3 separate regions of the Rattus norvegicus genome follow, and regions 1 and 2 are each linked to region 3. Evidence: chromatin contacts called from public Hi-C data. All regions are on one chromosome and are shown on one strand. Each heading gives the region's core, a stretch centred on a gene start, on an enhancer-like site or on the middle of the called end of the contact. The rest is flanking DNA. Distances are from core to core; before and after follow the strand shown.

What was found. Hi-C and Micro-C count contacts between places; a contact is called where the count stands out from the background.
Region 1: a Hi-C map of liver shows a contact between it and region 3, with 3 times the contacts expected there. The contact joins the promoter of Zscan12 here to the promoter of Zkscan8 in region 3. A contact is called at or near these places in 3 of 12 Hi-C or Micro-C datasets (frontal cortex, liver and mammary epithelial cells).
Region 2: a contact with region 3 is called in a Hi-C map of liver, with 4 times the contacts expected there. The contact joins the promoter of Zkscan3 here to the promoter of Zkscan8 in region 3. A contact is called at or near these places in 4 of 12 Hi-C or Micro-C datasets (hepatocytes, liver and mammary epithelial cells).

Annotation. Positions count from the first base shown.
Region 1 is chr17:47,946,615-47,951,481 of GRCr8, forward strand. It overlaps Zscan12 (zinc finger and SCAN domain containing 12), which reads right to left and starts at 2,316. Exons shown (of 4, transcript XM_039096200.2): 1 at 2,200-2,316; 2 at 1,041-1,512. The coding sequence starts at 1,445.
Region 2 is chr17:47,910,035-47,914,764 of GRCr8, forward strand. Zkscan3 (zinc finger with KRAB and SCAN domains 3) reads left to right here and starts at 2,907. Exons shown (of 6, transcript NM_001012053.2): 1 at 2,907-2,936.
Region 3 is chr17:47,733,516-47,737,929 of GRCr8, forward strand. Zkscan8 (zinc finger with KRAB and SCAN domains 8) reads left to right here and starts at 1,605. Exons shown (of 6, transcript NM_001100574.1): 1 at 1,605-1,772.

The DNA.
Region 1 (4,867 bases), core at 1,066-3,565, 210 kb after region 3:
TATTCTGGTCCAGTATCTCATTCATTCAGGATAGTGATCTCCACCTCCATCTTTTAACTGTTTGATGCAGAAATCAGGGCAGTGAATATATGTTGAATGACTTTTCCTGGGGAGATATGAGCAAGCTTCTTTTCCTTCCAGATAGGGCACTAACAAACCAACTAAAGATCCCATCTAAGCTTGGCCAGCCAAGAGTTCTTTGAGCTTGCTAATAGCATAGGTGGCATTTCTTAAAATGCCAGGGTGACAAGTCCCACTCTAGCACTGGTGAAGAATTCAAATTCACTATACTGAAGTTTTGCTGTCCATTAACAGATCTGGAGAAAGAGGGATTACCAGCTGGTATTCACCACCAATGTTTCTACTTGGGAATATTAATAGCCCCATAACCGTGCACATAGCTATCAAAGTTCTGTGGATTAAGCACAGGTCCTTCAACATACTAAACAAGTCCTCTAGCACAGAATCACATCTCCAGCTCTTGTTATTTTTGAGACAGGATCTTTCAATAGAGCCCAGGTTATCCTCAAACTCACAATCTATCTACTTCCATCACCCGAGTGCGAGCTGACAGGCACGTGCTCCTGCCCAGCTCAAAACCTACTTCTTAGTTACTTGTTTTATATTACATAATATACTTTACAAGAAGCTGTTTTCCAACCTATCACCACCATCTCTCTAATAACTGCTCCTTCTAGTATCTTCTTTCTGTAGTATACGCCTGTGTTTCTAACTAATTCATCAGACATAACTTTGTAACTTAGCACAGAAATATACAATCCCTCTGACAAAAAGGTATAAATAGACTAAGACCAGGCAGGAGTAGAGGTGTATACCTGTAATCTCAGCATTAAGAATGTGAGACAGGAAGATTACAAGCACAAGGCTAGGTAGGATGTGTAACATACAAGTTCAACTTCAAATTTCCATGAAACCAAAGTTCCCCTTGGAGCCACCTAAATGTCAATAAGCTTTGTAAACTAGTGGCATACTTCACAATTGAGTTTAGGAAACAGAACCCACATTTTCTTTTTTCTTACCCGGTATCCTAGTTCATCTAGTTCTCTCTCTAAATCCTCCAGCACAGTCACTACCTCCTCCACACTCTCAGGATTCTGCTCCTGCACCCAGGCCTGCAGCTCCTCAGGCAGGATGGTCAAGAACTGTTCCAGCACCAGCAGCTCCAGGATCTGCTCCTTGCTGTGCATGTCTGGTCGCAACCACTGATGGCAAAGTTCCCGGAGTCGGCTCAAAGCCTCCCGGGGTCCAGATGTTTCCTGGTAGCAAAACTGTCTGAAGTATTTTCGGAAGACGTCTCTGTTATAAGTGTTCTTTTGGAGGTTCCTAACTTGTCTGGTGGTATACTTACACTCTTCCTCCATTTTTATTTCCAAAAGTCCATCTTGGTTCTTACAGATCTTGGTATCGTTAGTGGATGCCATCATAGCTATATAAAAGATTTATCAGTGTTTCAAGTAATAACTCCTTGGTAAATTTTCTTACCGAGTAGACCTAAGGGATAAGTCATCATTACTAATACAAACTACAATAAGCAAATGGCACATACTCTTAAGATTTAAGTGGGAGAGTTGAAAGACTGTCCTCCCATTAATTTATTCTTATTGATTGGAAGTACACGAACTTTCACAAAAATAGACAAAAGTGACAAAGACGTCAAATTGTTTCAGGACTTTAGGGAGTAAAGTTTGGTAAGAAACTTACCTCCACTAACTCCTAAAGTAAACCACAACTAACTGAAATAAAAACAAAAAAATTTAGAATGAGCGGATGGCGTTGGGGAAGTGCTGCCTACCGTGTGAGATACCACAAAAGATAACGGGAAGAGTACAAGAATAGGCTACTCTTGCCATGCTGCTTTTGAAAAATTTCTGCATACCTGATACAAATCATATATACACAATACAGTCTCGCGAACTGGCTTTAGCTGAGACTTAATCATTCATAAAGGTTAAAAGATGGAGAAGTCACCGCTTTTCTCCTGCCCCTCCACTTCTGTAATTCTAAACCTAACAGGTTCTGCAGCGTGCCTAGGTCCCGACCGGCTCTGCGCCCCAGGCGTACCCGTAGGCGACCGCACTGCGGCCCTGGTGGCCTTTCCCTGGCTTCCAACCTCTTTCTACGAACGAGTCTAAGTAGCAGCGAGCATTCTCCCCTAGCCTGGAGCACGAGCTCGCTCACCGCGTAGCTCCTGCGCCGAGAAGAGAACCCAGCTCGCCCAGGAACCGGAAGCTATCGCGGACAGCCACAAAGGCCGGAAGCGGTGGAACCCGGTTGCTCCTGGAGCCACTCTAGGGAGCCACGGAATGCTACTCAGTGGTTTGTCCTTGTCCCTGCGAGAGGAGTTAGGGTTTTCGGTCTGAGCGTACTGAGCCAATCGCGATGTAGAGTATTCCTGTCCCTGTCTGGTTTTGCGTTTCTCTTTCGGTATCTCCGAGACACATTCTCCTGGATCCTTTCCAACTTAGCTATGCTTCCCAGTGTGGATAGTCTCCTCAAACCTAACCTGTGGAGTTTTGACGACCTTTTCAATAATTCTCAAGTGGCCTTACTTTATGCTGATAATATGAGCATAAATTTGAAAAGCCTGAATGGTCAATGGGAGAAATATATTAAAAGGATAATTTAGTAACTTAACAAGATACTATGAACACTAAAAGCAGCCTTCATAAGTACGAGTGTGAATGAAAAGGCCACAGCTACACAAGCAACAACAAAAAAATTCAAGTACAAGAGATATGCCACATTTACTTGGGGCCAACTTTAAAATACTCTTTAAAAGCCAAATACGAACATAAATAGGAAGCAATACGCTTTCTTGGGTAGAAAAACTCAACAAAGTAATCAGCGCTTCTTAAATATGTTTGCAACTATGGCATCCCAATAAACACAACTATTTCTAGGAATATATATATTAGTTTTTAATTTAAAAGGAGAGTAAAAAAAAAAAAAAGCCCTGAAAAAGAATAGTGATGAATGGTCTTATTGTACCAGAACATTCTGTGTTCTGGAAGTCTTCTCCCTGTTCTTAGGGAGCTAATGGACATGGAGAGGATAACCAAAATCCAAATATAAGCTCTCAAAGATAGTGATAATTTATTATCGAGCAAAATATATGTGGAGTGTGGCTTAGGAACATTGATTTAGATAGCCAGAACAAAAGAAAGTAGTAAATCAAGACAACTTAAAAAAAAATTGGTGAAAATGTAAGTTAGGTAGAAATGTAAATTATAGTTATCTGAAAAAGTCTTATCTTTTTTTTTAAATTTTGTAATTATATTTATGTACAGAAAACTTAAGTGTACATTTAACCCAGTTTAGTGGCAAGTTCTTTAGCCTTTGCCTTTTCCAGCTTGGCAACACGAGCCACGGACTTAGGACCCAGGACGTTGCCTCCCCAGTGGCGGCGGATCTCACCATATCTGTCATTATAATTGGCCCTAATAGCTTCCACCAGCTTAGCCAGAGCACCCTTGTCTTCTGAGTTCACCTGTGTGAAGGCAACAGTGGTGCACGTCTTCCTGTGGACCAGGCGCCCCAGCCTGTCCTTTCCCTTGATGATGCAGTAGGGCACCCCCATCTTTCGACAAAGGGCAGGCAGGAAAACCACCAGCTCAATGGGATCTACATCATGGGCAATCATCACCAGCTGAGCCTTCTTGTTCTCCACCAAGGTGGTGACTGTATTGACCCCTGCTTGGAGGACAGGCACTCTCTTAGGTGGGACGTCCCTTTTGCCAGCAGCTTTCTTCTCAGCGCGGGCCAGCAGCCTTTGCTTCTTCTCCTGCTTTGTCTCTGGCCTGTACTTGTGGGCGAGCTTAAGCAGCTGAGTCGCTGTTTGCCTGTCCAGGGCCTGGGTGAACTGGTTGATGGCAGGAGGTACTTTGAGCCGCTTATAAAGGATAGCTCTTTGCTGCTGCAGCCTGATGTAGCAGGGCCATTTGAGATCTCTTTTGGGCTGGATGTCCTGCCCAATGCCAAAGTTCTTGGGCCTTTTCTCAAACAAAGGATTGACCACTTTTTTGGCCTCCTGTTTCTTGACCACCGCGGAGGCCGGGGCCACTTTCTTCCCCTTGGCCTTCTTTCCTTTGGGCATCTTGCTCAGCTGGAGGAGAGAGAAAGAAGAGGGAATTCAAGTCTTACCTTTTGATTGGTGGAACCAGGTGATCTGTTAGTACATTTGAGAGAGATTTACCTAACAAGCAGCAGGTCATTAAGTCAGACACATGGATGGACAATGAATGGTTATAAAGAGAGCTAAATGTAGCAAAGGACAATTTGTCTCTAGACCTGAAACTTTAAAACTCTACAACTGACTAAGTTCTAATCACTCAATCAGTCTTATAGATCTAACACAAACGTGGCTGGTTTTTCCTTAGCATCATCAATTCACACAAGGTAGATATTGCAGGCCTAGATGGTATTAGGAATGGGCTCCCCTCCCCCTCATAATCAAGAATTGAAACAGCAAGACTCTGGTTACTGATCAAAAGAATAATATCTAGGTCACATTTCTGAGGCTATGAATGAAACATTGTTAATAAATGACTCTGCAAGCTTTATCAGCTAACTAGCCAGAGGCTTTCTGGTAAAGAAGAAAGATGCAACATTATCCCTTCATAAAATTCCATCCAAATGGAATCACCTGAATGGGAAAACACCCCTCAGGGAAAGGGTTATCAGTTCTAGAGGCTTTATAAATAGCTTTCCTACTGTGTAGGTTAACACAGTGGTCTCTTTAGCATTGTCCACTCTTGCCTTTTATTGTGTTATCCTCTATTATAGTCTTAGATTTTTCAAAACCTACTTTAATAGGGGTTCCTAAAAACCTTTTAACCTCTCTTCTAGC
Region 2 (4,730 bases), core at 1,657-4,156, 180 kb after region 3:
AAAGGAAATAGTCAAGTAGAAAGCCTAGAATGGGAGGAAAAGATTATGATGAAGATTATAATGAAGATTAGATGGACCATATGATCCGGTTATACCACTGCTGAACATTATCCAAATGGCTCAGATAAACATAACACAGCGATAATTGAATATCAATGTTTATTACATCACTATTTAAAATAGCTGAATTCTGGAACTAAACTAGGTATCCATTCAACAGAGAAACAGGTTTGAAATGTGATAGATAGATAGATAGATAGATAGATAGATAGATAGATAGATGGGAAAGAATTTTTCAGCTATAAAGAACAAAGTTATATCATTTAGGAAAATGAATATTATTGGTGATAATCACATTAAGCAAATGAATTCACATTCAGAAAGACAGATATTGCATGCTTTCATGTAGTTCCTAATATAGGTACATAAAATCACTTGTGCTTATGACACAAAAATAGAAACCTAAAGTGGTGGGTCTCAACCTGTGGGTTATGACCTTTTTGGGAGTCAAATGATTTCTTCACTGGACTCACATATCAGATATACTGCATATCAGATATTTATATTATGATTCATAACATCAAAGTTACAGCTATGAAGTAGCAATGAGAATAATTTTGTGACTGGAGTCACCACAACATGGTGTCTCTTTGTGTGTGTGAGCCACTGTGCTTAATTGTGTTTGCTTGCATGATCATGAGTGCTTTGCGAGGATGGATCTCACTCTGTAACCCAGGACTCCATGCTTGTCTGGAACTTGGAGCCGTAACTTGAAGTGATTCTTTCTCCTCAGCGTCCCACAAGCTGGGGTTATAGGAATGAGCTAACTTCTCTGCCTCTCAACTATCTCTCCTTAATAAATAAAGCCTTATGGTTCTGTTGAGGCCTCTTTTATATTTTCTTGCTACTGTAGTGATTATCGTTTTTAGGTGATGTTCGTTATTTGTGCTTGTTATGAAATCAATGTTCGTTATTTGTGCTTGTTATCAATATCAATTTTGAAAATTTAGTAGCTTTGCTAAATTTGTTAAGTATAAGTTGAAGATTAAATTATCTTGGATTTTCTATAAAAGTCATTCAGAATGGTCCTATTTATTTATACTTAATATTTTAATTAGAAAGTGTCATTAGGAAAGGTCATCCAGAGAGTGCCCCACCTGGGGATCCATCCCATATACTGACACCAAACCCAGACAATATTGCTGATCCAAGAAGTGCATGCTGACGAGAGCCTGATATAGCTGTCTCCTGAGGCTTGGTTAGATCCTTACAAACACAGAGACTAATGCTAGCAGCCAACCATTGAACTGAGAACGGAGTCCCCAGTGGAGGAGTTAGAGAACGGACTGAAGGAGCTGAAGGGGTTTGCAACCCCATAAGATCAACAATATCAACCAACCAGACCCCCACCCCAGTGCTCCTAGGGACTAAATTACCATCCCAAGAGTACATAGGGATGGACCTATGGCTGTAGCCATACATGTAGCAGAGTATGGCCTTGATGGGCATCAGTGGGAGGAGAAGCCCTTGGTCCTGTCAAGGCTTGATGCCCCAGTGTAGGGGAATGTCAGGGTGGGGAGGTGGGAGGGAGTGGGTGGGTGGATAGGGGAGAAAAAATGAGGAAGAAAGTAGAGCACTGCTAGTTCATAGCCATTTACATTTGGAATTTGAAATATATAATTTCACTATTTTTGGACAAAAATAAATGGTTAGGCATAAAAAATGAAAAAAAAAGTGCAATTAGTAAATTTTAAAAAACATTTCCCTCACTTTTATTTCTTTTTCATTCAGTTTCTAAACAAACATTTTTTTATTCATTTCCCTAGGACTTCTTTGTGATGATACAGCAAATATAATTTTCCTTTTTCTTGACATTATAGAGATGTCAAACTATACAAGGACTCATTCTTTTGCTATCTTCCTTTAGTTGTCCTTGAAAAAAAAAATCACGTTTTGAAAGTCTCTTGGTGCTAGCGTCATCTTTCCTGGATAATGTAGCTACCACCACTGATCCGAGATGCCTCTCTTTACAACAAACAGAGACCATCACTAAAAACCCATCTGGATCGACAGCTCATGGAGGTCCCAGCCTCAAAAGATACATCTACATCATGTCTCCTGCATCTATGGCTCAGAGGACACGGAAGAAGAAGAGGCAAAAACAGATTGTAAGAACCAGAATCCAAGGAAGCCAACTGTGAACCAGTGCCTCCGAGAAGTGACTGCATAACAAGACTGAAATAATGCAATATCAATAGGCAATGTCAATATCATTAATTTGAAAGGGGATAAAATTTCACAGGGGGCCACACCAAACCAAAGAACTACTGGCAACTTCTGACTGCTGGGAAATAGAGAATTAGTCTCTTCCTGGGGTGAGCCCTCTTATTAGTTGTCCAATGCAGCTTTGAAACCTTGAAATCATATACACACAAACAACAATAAAAACAACTTAGCCAGTAGAATATATACGAATATATACATACATATATATGTGTGTGTGTGTATATATATATTGCTCGTGCACACCCACACACCTGAATATAGCAATAATAAAGAAAAAAGACTATCAGCTTGAGAGTGAGGGTAGGGGAAAAGACTGGAGGGAGGAAAAGGAGGAGGGAAAGTGATATAATTCTACTTCAGTTAAAAATTTTTCTTTTTAAAACTCTTTTTACGAAGCAACCACGAAGAGGAGGGGACAGATTGGAGGAAATAAAAGGAGGAGAGAAAGTGATGTGAGTCTACTTTTAAAAGTCTTTTTACGAAGCAACCACGAAATGGGGGTGGAGGATAGAGAGAAAGGGGGGGGGAAGGCGAATCATAGAGTGTCGCTGGTGCCTAGAGAAGCCGGAAGTGCTCTGTGCCCCGCCCCCCGGGGTCGGACTTTCGACACTTTTGTGACTGCGGGGTGCTACGAGGTGCTGCGTTCGCGGGTGGGTTCGGGTTCCCTCCTGTTACGGTCCTCCCGCGGGGGCCGGCTGCTTGCGGGTGGTGGGGATGGGACAAAACCTCTTCCTCCGCGGCCTAATGGCTCCGGGAAAATAAAATCGGTGGCTACTTGGGCCGAGCGCCGGACAGGGCCTCGGGCGCCTCGCCTCAGGCCGGTTCCGGGTGTCTGGTCAGTCTCAGGGCGTTTGGCGATGGGATTCTCGGGTCTTGTACTTAAGCTTTGAAAATGGGAGACGTCACAGTTTTGCTTTTCCTGGAGACAAGGTCAGTTCCAAGGTCTTTATTCTGGGGTACTGGAAGAGAGCCAGAACTTTGAAATCGGGTTGCCTGGTCGAATGTGGCCTCTGCTACTTGGTGACTTCTCCCAGTCCCTTAACCTTTCGGTGTTCTGCTATTTTAGGGGATAATAATATCGTCTAACTTACTGGATTGTTGTGAGGAGTAAATGGCTTCATTTGTGCAGAGGTGCTTAAAATAGTACCAGGCACGGGGTAATCTGCACAGTGTTTTAAGATAGCTGTTATTATTACTGTTGCTATTTCTAACTAGGACAGCACTTTCTCTGCGTTGATTAGCCTTGGTACTGTCTGTTGTCTTTTGAATCTTAAAGCTATTTACCAGTTCTCTTTTAATGACTGACTTCTGTATTTTAGGAGGGGAAATAAAACATTCTGGAAAAGATCCTATCCCACAGCAAAGACTTTGTTTTGTGTAGTGTCTTGTGATGCTCAGACTCACAGAATTTTAAAATCTTGGGGATGCCTTTTTTATTTTATTTTTATTTTTTTAGTGGGAGGAAGAGCTTGAGAAACAGGAGGAGCATCTAACAGTGAAGAAGGATAAGGACCCTGGTGTAAGCAGACATTGCTGTTTTGCTCGGTGCTGCGAACCTGCCAGCTTTCTGACCCTCAGCAAGAATCCTCACCAGCTTGAGAATCACATGGATGGTTGATAGATATGACTGATGATAGGTAGATCAGTGGTAGATTAGAGATCAATAGATCTGAAACCGAGTTCACACTAACATCCTTTGTTCTTTTTACAGGTGTTTAAAGCTAATATTGACCATATACAGTTGACCATTGTCATTGAGTTGATGCCCTTGGGATCTTTGAAAATCCTTTCATCTTCCTTCTTTTTCTTAAGAAATTTGGGTCTTTAACCTCCTCAGGGTGTACAGGGATCCCTGGAGCATTCTTTTGTCTATTTGTAACTTAACAAAAAACAAAAACAAAAACAAAAACCTTGTCTTTGGTTTACTTATTTGGCAAATGCTTGTGTTGGTAAACAATCTTCTGATCCTGTACCTTTGTACTCTGCCCAGTTAGTGAGACTCCAGATGGGAGGGCTGATGAAACGTGAGTGCATGAAATGATTGTTAAAAATGTATCAGTGTTCATTTTTCTCCCTACAGCTTCTCCCAACAGCACCACTCCCTTTCAGCCTCAGATCTACTCTTACCTCCCTTGGCCCCAACAAAATGCTTTGGACTGTACTCAGGAAAGAAAGAAGATAGGATTTTGTCTACTATTTAAAATTACATTAGTAAAGGTTTAAATGTAAGTCAGAGAGAAACTTCATTTCACCTGTAATAGTAGGCCCACCATTCAGCCATAAACTTTTAATCGTCTTCAGTCATGACTTACCTGCCTTTCCCCTTTTCTTCCCTTTCCTCCATCTGTCCCCATCTACCTCCCTTTTCCTTTCTTTTCCTGCTTTTCTTCCCCTTTCTTCCTTTCATTCTTTTTACAGAAAACTAGAGGCCAAGACATCAAATC
Region 3 (4,414 bases), core at 355-2,854:
ACACTGGAGTGAAGTCCAATAAATGTACAGAGTATGAGAAAAATCTCAGTGGGCACAGAGATGTTATTCAACATCAGAGAATCCATCTAGCTAAAACCCTATGGCTACAGCAAGTGTGGAAGACCTCTGTGTAAGTTAGGCTTTAACTATATATCAGAGAATTTATATAATAAATAAGCTCTACTAAAAAGAGAAAAATACCAAAACTCTTTAATGTCCAGGATTAGCAGAATCTACCTTAGAAACCACAAGTGTCCTTAATTTGGACAAAACTTCAGTCATCATTTAAAAAGCAGAGAATATGAGTCAAACATTCTTTTATTTTAATTTAGTTGTTTTGAAAGAAGAATAAACTTCAGAAGGCTTTAACCTGTTGTGTTGACTTCTGTTTATAATCCCAAATTTATAATCACTTAGTTTATGCTTAAATCCCAACACTTGGGAAGGTAAGAGATTTGCCCTGAGGCCAGCTAGGGCTACAGAGAGACTTGATCTAAACTAACAAAACAAAAAAAGTAACCCTTTCCATGGTTCACTTGTGACCCAAGCTTTACAATTCCTAGTTGAATATCTACCTTCCGTTTTAGTTCATTGCTTGGCCATTTGTTTATATGGCACTAGGTAAGACATTCAAATGTCCTTTGCCTCATTTCCTCTAGATGAGAATGATATTCACCATCTCTGTCTTGACAAGTTGAAACAGATAAAAAGTGTCTTTGACACTAAAAAGTAAACCAGTGTTCATTGTTTTCCATCATTATCCTCTTTAAATTTTAAGTTAGGGCTCTGGTTATTTTGTATAAGTTGTTTCCAATCATAAGTATCTGGAGACTGAGAACACCTCACAGTCAAAGAAAAAGCATTGGTCAGTAGAAACTTTATAAATATAAAACTGTTCCTAAGAACTATAAAGGTTTAAATTTTCCTACCCAGTGTAGGTTCAGAATTTGGAGTGAAACATTAACGGGAAAGCACAATGTATCTAAGAAGAATAAAGATATGAACAACAATGCCAATCAACCAGAGGTTCCAGGGACTAAGCCACTACCCAAAGACTATACATGGACTGACCCTGGGCTCCGACCTCATAGGTAGCAATGAATAGCCTAGTAAGGGCACCAGTGAAAGGGGAAGCCCTTGGTCCTGCCAAGACTGAACACCTCCCCACCCCCGCAGTGACGGAATTGTTGGGGGGAGGGTGGTAATGGGGGGAGGATGGGGAGGGGAACACCCATATAGAAGGGGAGTGGGAGGGGTTAGGGGGATATTGGACTGGAAACCGGGAAAGGTAATAACAATTGAAATGTAAATAAGAAATACCCAATTTAATAAAGATGGAGAAAAAAATACGAAGAATAGAGAAATCTGGTGGGTATACTCCTGAGCTCAGCCCAGGCTTCTGGGTCTGCGATCAGCCACCCAACTTTTATCCTTGTCACCTGAAACCATAAGCTAGCTAGGCAAAAGCTTAGGTGACTTAAAGCTATGTCACACCTCAGGATGTCCAGCATAGCCCTCCACCTGGTGCTGCTGGCAGCGCTCCGGCCCTTTGCGGGCCTACCATAGAGCTGTCAGACCTCCGAGCTTCCTAGAGAGCTTCCGGAAGTGGCTGTGGGGCAAGTTGCGTGCTGGCCCACTCTGAGGCTCCGAGGGTTTGGAAGTTAGCGGCTGGAGGGGGTCCCGCTCGGGTTCGGTGTCGGTCGCGATTCCTCGCGCGCTTCCTGGTCCGCGCTGTGCGGCCTCCCGCCCTCGGGCAGCGTGGGGAGCTCTCGGTGAGTGCGCTGGGCCGAGCAGGGGCGCGCGGGCAGCGGAGGCCCGAGCGCGGGGAGCGGGTCGGCCCAGGGCCTGCGGCAGCTGAGCAAGCTGACTCCTGGCCCCAACTTCCCACGGATGGCTCTTTTCATCGCCAGTCATCTTGTATAATTTTGCACTCGCTCTTACTTGTAAAGCCGGCCGGTGTACCAACTGTTTCTACTCGGCAATTTTGTAGACCGGTCTCAAAATTCATTTTTTTAAAGATAATATTTTTTTTCTTTTGAAATCTCTGCCCCTCGTGGAAACCTTTGATTTTTATTACTCCTTTTTTTTTTCTACCCATAAAAGAACTGTATTCAGAAAATGATTGATGTGATGGCTGAACAGTTATTTGCAAAAGAAGTACTTTAAGTAATCCCGGGGTAACAAAATTAAACCTTATTCAGAATACTTTGCTTGCCTAATTTATTAAAGCTACTGATAATAGATGCTTGAAAACTCGGTGAGTTCCCATTTCCAAAACTTAAGTCATTCATGACTTAGATTGCTAAGGTGTTGACCACTACCTGACAACATACTTCTTTTTATTTGACAAATCCACTGAAGTATTGTTATGCAGCAGTCATTTCTTTTAGTGAATGCACGTTTTGAGTTCCTTGTAGTTAAATATAAAAATGTAAGTCTTAAAAGCATTCCTTGGGAAGTCCATACCCACACTGTGTGTCCGGCCCTCTCCTGAGTGCCTTTTCTCCTAACCCTCATGCTTAAGCCTTATTAAAATAACTTAAAATCTCCAAAACGAAAAAAAATTGAATGAATGCCATTTCAGATAACTACAAAGCATGTTTGTTTCATTTACTTTTCCTTGATCTCTAAAACCTGGAGATTCTCATTCCTGGTTTGTATTCAGTTCTCAGACATTTCTCAAGTTTAATTAATCTGAAAGAAAACGTCTCCAACATCTATTGAAAAGCCATTATTAAGTTGAGTTGTGCCTTTCTTAGTTGTCAAGGCTTTAACATTTTCAATGAAGCCTAAGACTGTTGCCTTTATGTTCATAAGTCAATCATCCTGACTGGATGTTCTTTAAGGATGATATGCAAGGACCAGTGTTTATCTATGGGTACTTTCCAACACTGCAGTGTGTACACACCAGATTATTAGAGGGGAGAATGGAAGTGGCAGTGTATTTTGATACACGCCTGTAATTAATTGCATGCAGTACTTGGGGGACTAAGGTTGGGAAATCAGTTTGAAAACAGCCTGAATTATAGAGAGAATTTTGTTTTGTTTGGGGAGGATGGGTAAGGTCCACTCATACCACATTACCCTAGTAGAGGTCAGAGGACAATCGGAGGAGTCAGTCTACTCTACTATGTGGGTCCTGGGGAAGTAAACTTGGCAGCAGGTTCCTTTACCTCCTGAACTGTTGTGCAGACCCCTGTGCCTTTTTAACAGTAGACCAGCCATACTGGATTGAGGACCCATCTTATCCAGTTATAACTTCTTGCTAATTTGATTATATCTATGTATACCTACTGTCTGCAAATAAAGTTACATTTATAGATACTACCTAAGGCATCCTTTTTGAAGACAATTAGTAGTATTATGACACATGAATTAAGAAAAGCAAAACCAAAATCAAGGAGAAGTCATCACTGCAGCCCTAGCAAGGGATGTATGTGTGTGTGTGTGTGTGTGTGTGTGTGTGTGTGTGTGTGTGTATACATGTATATGTATATATATTCACAAGAACAGAAACCATTAGTGTACATACTCCCCACAAAGAAAGGGAGTCATCAAAGTATCAAAATGAGCTCTTTGGACCTGGAGTTCTAGCTGTAGCCTCCGCTCTTAAAACAAATCTAGACACATTCATTCTCTTTTGTATTGTAAATATAGCTCTCTGATGTTCTTTAATTCTATCAATAAGATATGATTTTGATGAGGCATATGAAATTAAGAAAGCAAAACTTTTTTGCAACCAATAATTTACTAGTGTAAGAAAAGTAGTATGTGTAGATATAGAGAGTAAGGAAAATAAATAGTTTAGTCAATAATAAAAGTAGTCCAAGAAGACTTAAATGAAAAGAGATATTAATATTCGTGAACTGGAGAACCCTTGTTAAGGTATCATTCCTAATGTGATATCAATACTATTAAGATAGTATTTCTAAACTGAGCAATAGATTCAACACAAGTTCAATTCCAGCATTATTGGGAATCAGTAAGGTTATACTAATATGTGTATCAAAATTCAACAGCCAGCAAAGCCAAAACAGCTTCAAAAACAGAAAAGTTGCAGGATTAGAACTACTTGATTTTGAAAGTTTGTATCAGAGTAGAGACTCTAGTTTGTAGTCAGTCAGACTAGTGTGTGTTTGCGTTTCTACACATACACACACACACACACACACACACACACACACACACACACACACACACCGTCTCTGACAGGTAAAAAGGCAAGTGATCCAGTGTATAATCATTTCTGTGAATGGTGCTAGAGCAGATTGTCATGTGTATAAGGAAGGGACCTCCAACCATACCCTCACCTCTGCAAAGATTAATTAAAAATAGATCCTAGACTTAAAAGTAAAACCTAAAACTACAGACTTTTAGAAGAAAAATCTTTGTGATTGGAGTTAAACAGACATTT